Linked DNA regions of Mus musculus: region 1 is linked to region 2. Evidence: chromatin contacts called from public HiChIP or PLAC-seq data. All regions are on one chromosome and are shown on one strand. The core of a region is the stretch at or near the end of the contact, and the rest is flanking DNA. Distances in the headings are between cores, read along the strand shown. Region 1 overlaps Sox1ot (Sox1 overlapping transcript). Region 2 has its middle 25 kb from the start of Gm33029.

Region 1 (5,083 bases), core at 1,880-4,379, 190 kb after region 2:
ATACGGGGGGAAGAGGAGTCGGATGTTGTACATAGCCTGCAAGTCTTTCATCTAAAAGCAAAAAACAAAGAGAGATACCCCCAAAATGCATCAAATTTGAATCAATACATTTAAGAGAGAAAAGCCCGTTTCCCTGTGAAATCGAAACGTGCTAATTTTATATGCATGTTTTATGAGTTCAAAATACAATTAGCAATCTGTTGGAGGAGAAATTATCTGCAGGGCCCAAGAGTAAGGAAATCCCACCAAGCGGAGTGCAGCGTTTCCGTGACTTTATTCGGTGGGGAAAGAGAAATCTTAAACTCCATAGATTATTTTGTAGAGTTCAAGTTGACACAGAAGGGAAGTAATTACAAAATGCTTCCTAATGGTTTAGCGTTTTAACTGCCATGGCCCTGGCTTATTTTTTTTTGCATTTCTTTCCTGTGGTTCTGCCTTTTGCATACTGTAGCAGTTTTGAGGCAGCTGGGTCTCAGAAGGAGGATGGGTTGTGCTCAGTGGTGGGACAAGGCCAAGGATAGGGACAACAGCCACCGCCAAGACAGCGTGCCTTTGATTTCTCTGTAATTGGAATTGTAAGTGAAATTATCTTCCTGTGCTTCAAGGAAGCAATCCTGACCCAGACCTCACCACCACAGAGTCTCTCACCCAGGTCTTATCCCATCCCCTCCCGATTCCTCTCTGGGAAAATCCAACATAATTCTACCGATTTTCTTACACACACACACACACACACACACACACACACTCTCTCCTGTGTGAACCGGGATGCAGATTGCCAGGGAATGTAAACACAGAATGCTGTGTTTATCATTCCTGACCAGATCTTGAGGTTGTTTGATGCTTTAAATATTTTTAATTATATTTTTTCTAGGTGTTTATTGGTATATTGCAGGTCCCCCCCCCCTGGAATTTAAAGTTCCCTGTAAAACTTTGTCTTCAAGTAATCTGACAGCATTAAATATTGCATTTAAAAGTTATACTGTAGCAAATATGTTTTAAAATTAATCATGACATTAGAATGAAATTCTATTTTTGAAGGAAATTTTCTTTAAGTCCAGATGGGGAATGATACTATTTTCAGCATCCTTTCCCCTGATTTTTTCCCAATTTCTTTTCTTGGAATGAATATGGACTAGCCATTCAAAAGTGGACTTAATCTAGCAATTCAGTAAGACCAGAGCTCAACCTACATTGGAGAATATCTTTCAGTATAAATGCTAATATTACAAGTGACACGTGTGATTTTTTTTAAAGTCATTTAATGATTTTGCTTAAACCCCTCATTCCTTAAAGTGATTGCAAGAGATTCAAGAATGACGCCCACTGCTTTCTGATGAGGTAATAAAAGAACACCCCTCCCTTTTTCCTTTCTTTGTTTTTCTTTTAGGGTTTTGCTTTGTTGTTTCTAGAGCTGCTTAGCCTACCGCTTAGGAGTCCAGGAGGGAGGCCACACTCTGTGGCAGTCTAGGAAGAAATGCCCCAATAGCCTCAGGGAAATTCTAGAGAGTGTTTAGAGTCCAACCCACTTCCCCCTTAAAACGCCAAGACCTTTGCAGACTGGCCCCCAACACCACCCTGCTCTTTATTTAGGGAGAATCAAAGGTGGCCACACTCACCTCTGTTTTGCCTGGGCTTCTGGAGTTCCTGGTGTGCCTTGGCTGGGGGCAACTAAACCAGGGCTCAGTGCATAGGAGTTATGGCCACTTTAAGTGAAGCACCCCACATAAAGTTAGTCATCTTGTTAGTATCAGACAGCTCAGCCCCCACCCCCACCCCAAGACTTTCAGAGGTTTGTGCTCCCTACTTGAGCTCTACCCAGTGAACAAGAACTCTTTGTGCCAGGCTTTCAAGCCACCTTCCTTTGGGTTCTACTGATGTGAAAGACAAGGAGAAATTCTCTAATGACTTAATTTGAAAACAATACAGAGGGGGGGGGGCTTCTCTCAAGATCGAGGCCAGATCCAGACAGACAAACTTTCTCCATTTTAAATAAATGGAGAGAATTTTCTCCTAGGTCTTACTTAGAGCCCAACTCAAGGGTAGTTTCAGTACCTTACCGAGCCATGCACATTTTTATTCAAGTGAGGGTTTTTTGTTGTTGTTGTTTTTGTTTTTTTTTTTTATGGCTATGATTACCAGATAACTCACTTCCAAAGTTCGGGCGGTGTTTCCTTCTATTAGTGCGATCTTGTTTAAAACTCTGTGTGGAGAATGGGGCAGGATCTTTGCGAAGCGTGGATAAAGTTTGCATAACTTCGTGTAGGGCGCCTGGGTGGCTTCTAACCCACGGGTAAACTGAGCGGGATGGTTTGCCTGGTGGTCGCCCCCCCTCCGCCCCCTTGCCCCTCTCCCTCCCTCTCTCCTATTCCCCTTTCTTTGCTCACTTAAAAAAAAAAAACTCACTGGCCCCTTTTTATTGTTGCCACTGAGACTTTGACACCCTCCCTCAAACGCACTAGTAGGCAGATGAAACGAATTAATTTTTTTAAAGGAGTTGCGGGCGCAGCGCGCCTGATCTGCAGATGTGTCGGGATGTGACTGATAGGTCTATTAAAATCATGCGTGTGGGAGAAGAATAACACTCATATTCACGCATTTCATTTTCCCCGACAAAGACTGGGCACTGCCGAGCTCTGTCTCCGGAAAATTCCAGTTTATTCCAGAAGCCCTCCCCAGCACTCATGTTCTGGGGACGCAGGAAAGCAAGCTCTGTCCAGCCCGGGTTCAGCACTGCTGGCTCGGGGCCCCTGAGCTCTTGTGGTCACGCCCTCTCCCCAACCCAGCTTCCGCAGCGGGTGTCCGGGAGCCCCGCGGTGGAATCTAACCGTAGGTTAGAGTCCTGGGAAAGTTCAGGAGGAGAGCAGACTTGGCCTTGGCGCAGCACTTGGCGGGATTGAGAGGGCGGACGGATAAGGAAGAGAGAGGCGCAGCGCGGGCCCCCGGGGCGAGAATGCCAGAGTCCCTCTGTGCGGGGTGGCGGGTGGCGGGTGGACTGGTCCAGGCTCCTGCAGCGCAGCTCAAGCCTGCCTCCCCAGCTCGAAGCTGGGAAGCCTCACCACCCCTCCTTCTCTTCTCAGCCCTCCTCTTCCCCCCTCCCGCCCGGCCCTTCCTCTCCAGCTGTGCCTGGCAGGACCCAGCTTCACCCGCCCCCAGAACCAGCGGGGCAGTGCGGCGGCGGACAGCATCCTCCGTCCCAGGCATTGAGGCCAGGACCTCTGGGGGAGCGGGCCGGCCTCCAGTGGATCTTCCACGCTGCCTCCTGAGTTCCAAGTCACCCGTGCTTCTGTGGTTCTGCTGTCCGCTGAGACCCGCACCTTGCTCTGCTCTCATGTCCCTCTCACCACTTTCCTGTCCACCAAGTCTTCTCATCCCTGCCCTTCCCCTAGCCTCCGGTCTGCAGCCTCTGCTCTTGCTTGGCTTTTCCACCACGCGCTGCCAAGCCCTCCCTTTGTCTTGGTATTCGGTCCGCTTCCCGCCTCCTCAGCCCCTCTCTTCCCCAGCCGCCCCATCGTAGGCACAGGTTCAGGGCGATCGGTGCTTTCTTCCAGCTTGTCTGTCCTTGCGGGGGTGGCAAGTAAGGGCTTGGCGTCCACCGTACTCATGCCCACGCTTGCCCGAAGGCCGTTGGGGAATTAAGAAAAGAGCGGTGTGTGTTAAAGACTGCAGGGTTATGGCGGAGAAAGTCCTGACCTGGGGTCAGCCTCAAGCCAAACCCTTTTACAATCAGTCGGGAAACCAAGCAGGTCCCAGGCGGGACCGCAACAAGTGGGCGCAGAGAGGGGGAGGGGAAGCAGGGTTTCCAGGCAAGCAAAGACAAGGAAAAGACAGAGTGGCAAGCAGCTCCAGGCAGAACTGGGTTCTGGGCAACAGCGGACACAGGCTGCGTCTAGGCCTGGACAGTGACTAGCTACCTTCAAAGGTTTCGTTCTCAGGGAACCGTCTGCACTGGCTAAGTCTAGGGTGCCTCCTGGGTACTATTCCTTGGGATTCGAGTCTAAAGAGAAAGCTGCACGGGCCTCTACCCAAGAGGTCCCGTTTATTTGAGTAGCAATACATAAATAAATAAAAATAAGGGCAAGTTCTTGGAAGCTGGACTCAGTGGTCCTCTCGTAACCCCTGCATTATTTTAGACTCAGTACAGCCATCCGTGTCTTTGCAAGCTGTAGATGAGATGGTATTGAAAGGACAGTGTCTTTGCAAGCTATAGATGAGATGGTATTGAACGGAAGGCATTACTAAGACAGTTTAGTCGCCAGACTTGGTTGAGTGAAATACTAAAGGGCAAAATTTACTATTTATTCACGTTGATGGAGACCAGGAACGTGGAGGGAGGCCTGAGGACAGGGAAATAGGTTTGTCCTCCTTAGCGCCCCATTGGGAATTCCTACTGAGATGATATCGGTTAACTGATAATGTTTGACAAATGTGGAAAATATAAAAGCCCAAGGAAGTAATATACACGCACAGACAAAGAGCCTATGTTTGGGTAGGACAAATAAAAAACACAAAATTGCCAAATCTTCTAAATTCTCACCTGCACATGAACAGACTCCACCAGCAGGGACAGGACAGAGCCAGTTTTCAGCGTTTCTTTGTTTTTGTTTTAAATAACAAACTCGCACATCCCTGCACAGTGGGCGCACCCTGTGGACTCACACACTTAGGTAGAAAGTAGGCTGTGAGTTCGAAGTTCAAAGTGGAAGAGCAGAATGCTGCAGAAGCAAATGCTAAGTGACCTTCTGGGGAAATTTGCCTGTGTCAGAGACGGTGGCCTTAGAGTCTTCCTGAATGCCCTGCGGATTTCTCGTGAGGATTTAATTGCCCTCGGCCACTTCAGAACAGCCTTGTGGGTACATTAAAGACTCTGTTTGTGGAGAACAGCAGGTCACCACACGCAAAGCCTTGGAATAGTCAGCCAGTCAAATCAGTGGAAAAAATCAGCTTTTGTTAGATTTTGCAGTTTCGGGAATTAGGCATTCACTGCAGAGCTGCAGTTGTGAGAAATTGCAATGTCAGGCGCGTTCCCAGTGGGGAAATATTGTGAGTGTGGAGGAACGTAAGATTGGGCCTGACAATGGGG
Region 2 (5,246 bases), core at 756-3,255:
GAGGAGATTCTACCAGAGACATTTTGGACATCTGAGAACAGCATGGACATCAAGGGGCAAGGCAAGATTAGTACCTGCATGATATGAGCCTCCAGGGAGCAAGTGACAAGGAGAGGGTCGGTCACAGGAAGCCACGTCAAGCCCATGGGTAGGGCTGTCTCATGAAACATAGGTATACATATTGTAGACATGGTGTCAGCCAAGACTTTGCCATAAAGATTCCCCAAGGAAAAAAAGTAACCAAAGCAACCAGGGCCAAGATGCTCACTACAGACTGTGGCCAGGCCAGCTTTGTGGTTACAGCTGCTCTGTGGAAAAAGGACAGCTCAAGTCACACACAGACAAGGTCTCTGTGACCAGAAAGCAAGAGAGGTGGCTATTGCTTTGGCGGGCGGAATGAAGGAGTGTGCACATGTTCATTAGAGCGGTGGCATGCACGTATGTGCTGCTATCTGGGGTCCAGCTCACCACATTGTCCTTAGGGAGCCTGGGCTCAGAGTGCAGAAGGTCTAGGCGCAAGCGCCTGTCACTCACCACGATTAAGCTGGAAGTGGGATCTTCTAAGAGGAGGAATTAGAGCTGCCTCTGCTCTGAGCGCTGAGGTGATCGGAGATGATGGAGTGTGTGGGATGACCTCTGTCCCCTATGTGATGGTCACCTCCCACACCTCTGCATGTATTTGTTTGTTTGTTTTAAGAATTATTTGTGTGTATGTATGTGTGTTTGTGTGTGTTACATACACTTGTTTTGAGTTCTCCCAGGAAGACCAGAGGCATCAAATCCCCTGGAGCTGAAGTTACAGGAGGTTGAGACCTGTGCTGGGAACCAAAATCAGGTCCTGCGCAAGAGAAGTTCAGGGTTTTACCCACTGAGCAACCCGTCTCTCTAGCACCCCTCCCTTCCCAATCTGGTTGTAACAATGTAGCTTTTGTTCTGCGGCTCTTCTGAACTACGGAGGGGACCCTGTTGAGGAATCCCCGTTCACAGACAGGCTGTGGACATTGAAATCCTTCCCTCCTCTCAGGCTCAGGGCTCACATCCACAGCCCAAATCTGAACTGTTTCTTCAACTCTGGTCCTTCAGGGGCGGGGCAGCATCCATCTTTTCTGGTCTCCCATAACACAGGCTAGCAGTGGAGCGGGTCAGCAGTGGTCCTGTGAGCAAACTTATCCCCTACCCTAGTGGTACTTGGGGTGAGGGATGCGGAAGTTCTCAGGACCACTGACAGGGGAGTCCTTCCCATACTTCAGTAGATCCAGCTGGTCCTGTGGTTTTCCAGCACCACCTCAGTTATCCAGAATTGCTCAGGCAACAGCTACATAGTTTAAACCAGTGTCAGCGGAGGGAGACTGGAGCAGTGGTTCAGCCGCTTTGAAAAGTCATTTCTGTAAGATTCCAGGATTGTCGCAAAGAGACCCTCCCTTCCAGAAGCAGTCCAGTGCTCCATGGTTACTCTGGGCAACACAACTGTCTGACCCTTGGTCGCTTGCCCTCTGGATGGGAGCTAGTAGCATGGATGGTGTGGGTGGGTAGACCCTTGCTCCACCTATCCCTTGCTCGTCCTAAGTGCTGTGAACATGGGCTGTGCATTCCACTCTGACTCCAGGAAGCATCCCTTCACTCTGCTCTTTTCTGTTGAAGTGTGACACTCAAATTTGAGGTGGGAGCAGAGATCAACAGCCCCTGTCAGCCGCTGTCAACCCAGGTGTGACAGTGCCGTCTTCCTAAATTGCTGCTAATCTTCCGGAGCCCCCCTCTCCCCGCACCCTCCATCTCCATGTTTGCTCACATCCCGTTAACACTTGAAATTTCGTTAACACTTGAAATTTCCCCTCCGAGGTGTCACCGTTTGCCATTTAGTGAGCAAGCGAGCGGGAAGAACGGGGAGAGGAGCCCGAGCCCCGGATTTGGGGAACTGGAAAAAAGCTGATTAGCTATTCAGGGAGGATAATCTTATTGAGAGAGCAGGAGCTGTATAAAGAATGCCTCTCCCTTCCCAGTAACAATCTTCTAATTATGTTGTCAGGCTCGCTGTTCAGTTCTCCCCCGTGACGCCAAGAGACCCGCTTCTATGTTAAGAAAGAGATTTCCTCTCTCTGATGCTGTTTGCCGATTTTTTTCTCCTCTTATTATTATTGTTTAAAGACTCTGTGTGTATTAAAGCAAACATTAAAACATGATTCATGCACAATGTAATCAGGACTGAGGGGGCACTTGGGCCTCCATGGAAGTGGGAAAGAAGGGGTGCCCCGAGGGGTGCTCAGGAGCCCAGGAGTTAAGTGGGTGTGTGTGTGTGTGTGTGTGGAGATTTTACGATTTTAGGCAGGCATGCAGCTTTTGCGTGGCAGGGGAATACGGTAGCAAGGGGATGCAGGTCAGGAGGGGAGGTGGGAAGCTGCCACAGTACAGACGTCACCAGCTCATTGGTTCTTTTCGCTGTGCGTTATGCTCTCCCACACCCTACTCTGATTAAAGGGGAAGAAGCTCAGGCTGTCAGGTCCGAGATCTGACGCTCCCACTCCCACCTCTGGCAGAAGCATGTTAGAGGGCAGGAAGACCGTGAGTAGAACAGGAAGAAAAGACTTCAGAGTCTGTCTTTATAGCTCAGGTGAACAGTGAGTTTAATTAGGCCCGAACACAGGAGCACAGACAACTTGAAAGCATCCGTATCCCAAAGGAAAATGTCTCAGTAACTAGTACCTGCTTTTGTATCCCTGGGGCAGGGCCTCATGCTTACTCCTCCCCATGGGGGAACGTTAGTATCCCTGGTCTTATACAAGTCTACTGCAGCCATTTGTGTTGCTGAGAGTTTAAGGGGGCCATTCCACACCAGCCTTCTACAGCAGTCTGAGCCAGCACAGCTCCTCGTACTTGTGACACTGACTGGGGTGGGGGTGGGGTGGCATAGAACATTCTGGAACTATCATGGAAGAAACAGAGGTGGCCTGGATGTACAGAAAGTGTGTGCATCCTCCAGATATCTGTACTTCTCCAGATAACTGGCGTTAGGGAGAGAGGCCTGCAGGCCCTGCCCTCAAAGCCGAAAAGGAGGTATGGTCTGAGAACCACAGAGGCAAAATGGCTTCGTCTTCCTGCCAGGTGGGGTGAGAGGAGTCAGGACAGCAGACAAGTCTACCCTGTGAGTTGTGTAGCCCCCTGCTTCTGTCAGGCAGGTACGTGGTCCCCAGTTCAGTCTGGTCCTCAGCTAATTCCCAGAGCCACTGTCCACCGAAGGCTGTAGAAGACATAAAGGAAATAAGTATGAGCAAATGTACTCTTTGTTCTAAGAAGTAAGATGGCTTCACAGGAAGGTTCTGGATGGGCAGTTAGTACCCACAAGTACTGAGGTGGCCCTTTGCACCTGGGAGGGGACAAGCCAGTGTCTCTCACCACAGAGAAGTATAGAGCTACACTAAGGGGTTATAAGGCTACCAGGCATGTCTGACTTTTTGCCATTGATGCAAGCCATTGTCATTTACATTGGGTTAGATTATAGTTTTGAATTGGGACACATTGCTAACTGTCCTGGGCCTGCCTCCTGCAGCTGCACGGCTGCATACTGGGCACACTTGGTCAAGAGCAGGAGCCCAGAGCACTCTATGAGTGATGTACTTCCTCTAGTGAGCTGGCTCAGGGTCTGGAAGATCTTCCTGGTGCTTATTTTCTCCTAACCTTCTCTGTGTTTTCTTTTGAATGACCAATTCATGCACGGGTTTCAGTAGACCAAATATAGCAACCCCCCTGAAAATCAGGGCTCTGCCCTTCTGATTGCCAGTCTCAGCCTTTCCTCCTGTTTTCTCATCTTGGACTAGACTGAAAGCTTCGCGTGAGCTCAGCCCACCCGGAACTCCAGGCTGTGGAGGAAGACCTCACCTGGGGACAGCCTTTGTCTGATTTCCTGGATGAGCCTTGGGCTTCTTTTGGGGTCTCTTCCTTCATTAACTTTCGGAACTTTGTGTTCTGCCCGGTGCCACCGTGAGTCCCTTTGAACACACATATTTCTCACATGTATCAGTAGAGTAAAAGTACTAATTTCCCAGAGTATTTCTAGGTCAAGATTACGTGCATTTATAGTTGTAAAGGTTTCGCTGACACACACCGGTTATGTATTTATGGGGTATAATGTGATTCAACACACGGGCACGTCATTAACGAGCGCAGCACCGTGATCCCCGGAGCCTTTGATGCCTCTGTCTAGCCTTCAAGCTCTTCTCCAGTTCTTTATAAAATAGTATCTTGTGACCTCAAACCACCCTGCTGTGCGAGTGTATGAGAACCCAGTCCTTCCAGGTGACTGTTAGGGCTCCTGTCACCCAGGCCCCAGGGACTGGCCACGTTTTCTCTGCAGATCTGTGACAGAGACCCCATGATATGCAGTCTCCTCACTCCCCCCAGCTCCCACTAGCTCAGTCAGACTCACAACTCTTTCCCTGCTGAGCTGAGGGAGCAGGGGTGTGTCAATTCGGGTAAGATTTGCAGTTCTTTTTGTGCATTGGGAGTTTCTGCGAGAGCCGCAACAACGAATGTCTCCCAGCATCCCTTGGGGACTTCTCTTGGATGGCTGGTCTTGTGCTCATGGATCTGTAGGTCCTTATCTGCTAGATGAATTGGCGCTCCCCAGTATGAATTCAAATATTTTGATCCAGTTAGTCATTTGTCTTCTCTCTTTGTTCCTGCTTCTTCTTGCAATTCAAAACTTTTCTATTTTTTTTTTTTTTTTAATGTAAGGTTAGGCAAAGATTTCTTGAGTATGACACAGATAGTGTGGTCCATAAAAGACAAAAAAGTGATAAATTAAATGTCACTAGAAGTTTGAAGTTCTGCCCCACAAAGGACAGAGAGTGAAAGAAAGGGCGCAGCCTGGGAGGAAGTGTCTGCTGGTCATGTATCAGGCTGAAAGAAGGAAAAAGGCTTGCATCCAGGACACGTAAAAAACTTCTCAAACTCAATAATAAAAAGACAAATGACCCAATTAAAGATAGGCGAAAGGTTTCAATAGCTATCTCACCAAAGAAGTTCTAATAGCAGCTAATGAACCTGTAAAGACATTCAACATTATTAATCACCATGAAAATTTTTGTAAATATCTATAGGAAGACATGCATGTCCAATTGGATTGCTGCACTAAAAAAAAAAAAAAAAAATCCACACAGTGCCGAGTGTCTCTCAAACCTCTGGTGGGCACGGAAGTCATGTGGTCTCTTGAAGAAAACTCGACCTAATACCCTCTATAGGGGTTGAGCAAA

Evidence for each region. HiChIP or PLAC-seq counts read pairs in DNA pulled down with a chosen protein or histone mark.
Region 1: a contact with region 2 is called in an H3K4me3 HiChIP or PLAC-seq map of embryonic forebrain, with 2.9 times the contacts expected there. The contact joins two enhancer-like sites. A contact is called at or near these places in 4 of 115 datasets of contacts at active chromatin or transcription factors (embryonic basal ganglia, embryonic forebrain, embryonic midbrain and 1 more).

What each region holds. Positions count from the first base shown.
Region 1 is chr8:12,398,187-12,403,269 of GRCm38.p6, forward strand. All of the region lies in intron 1 of Sox1ot (Sox1 overlapping transcript), which reads left to right. Sox1 (SRY (sex determining region Y)-box 1) reads left to right here. Exons shown (of 1, transcript NM_009233.3): 1 at 1-1,369. Among named protein-coding and RNA genes, the nearest start is that of Sox1, 5.2 kb to the left of the region's middle. Within about 2 kb of position 3,130, at least 67 of the 459 cell types and tissues checked have an H3K27ac peak or open chromatin away from gene starts, as enhancers often do. A contact at or near this core is called in embryonic basal ganglia, embryonic forebrain and forebrain, where this site is marked.
Region 2 is chr8:12,212,441-12,217,686 of GRCm38.p6, forward strand. No RefSeq gene overlaps it. Among named protein-coding and RNA genes, the nearest start is that of Gm33029, 25 kb to the right of the region's middle. Within about 2 kb of position 2,006, at least 18 of the 459 cell types and tissues checked have an H3K27ac peak or open chromatin away from gene starts, as enhancers often do. A contact at or near this core is called in embryonic basal ganglia, embryonic forebrain and forebrain, where this site is marked.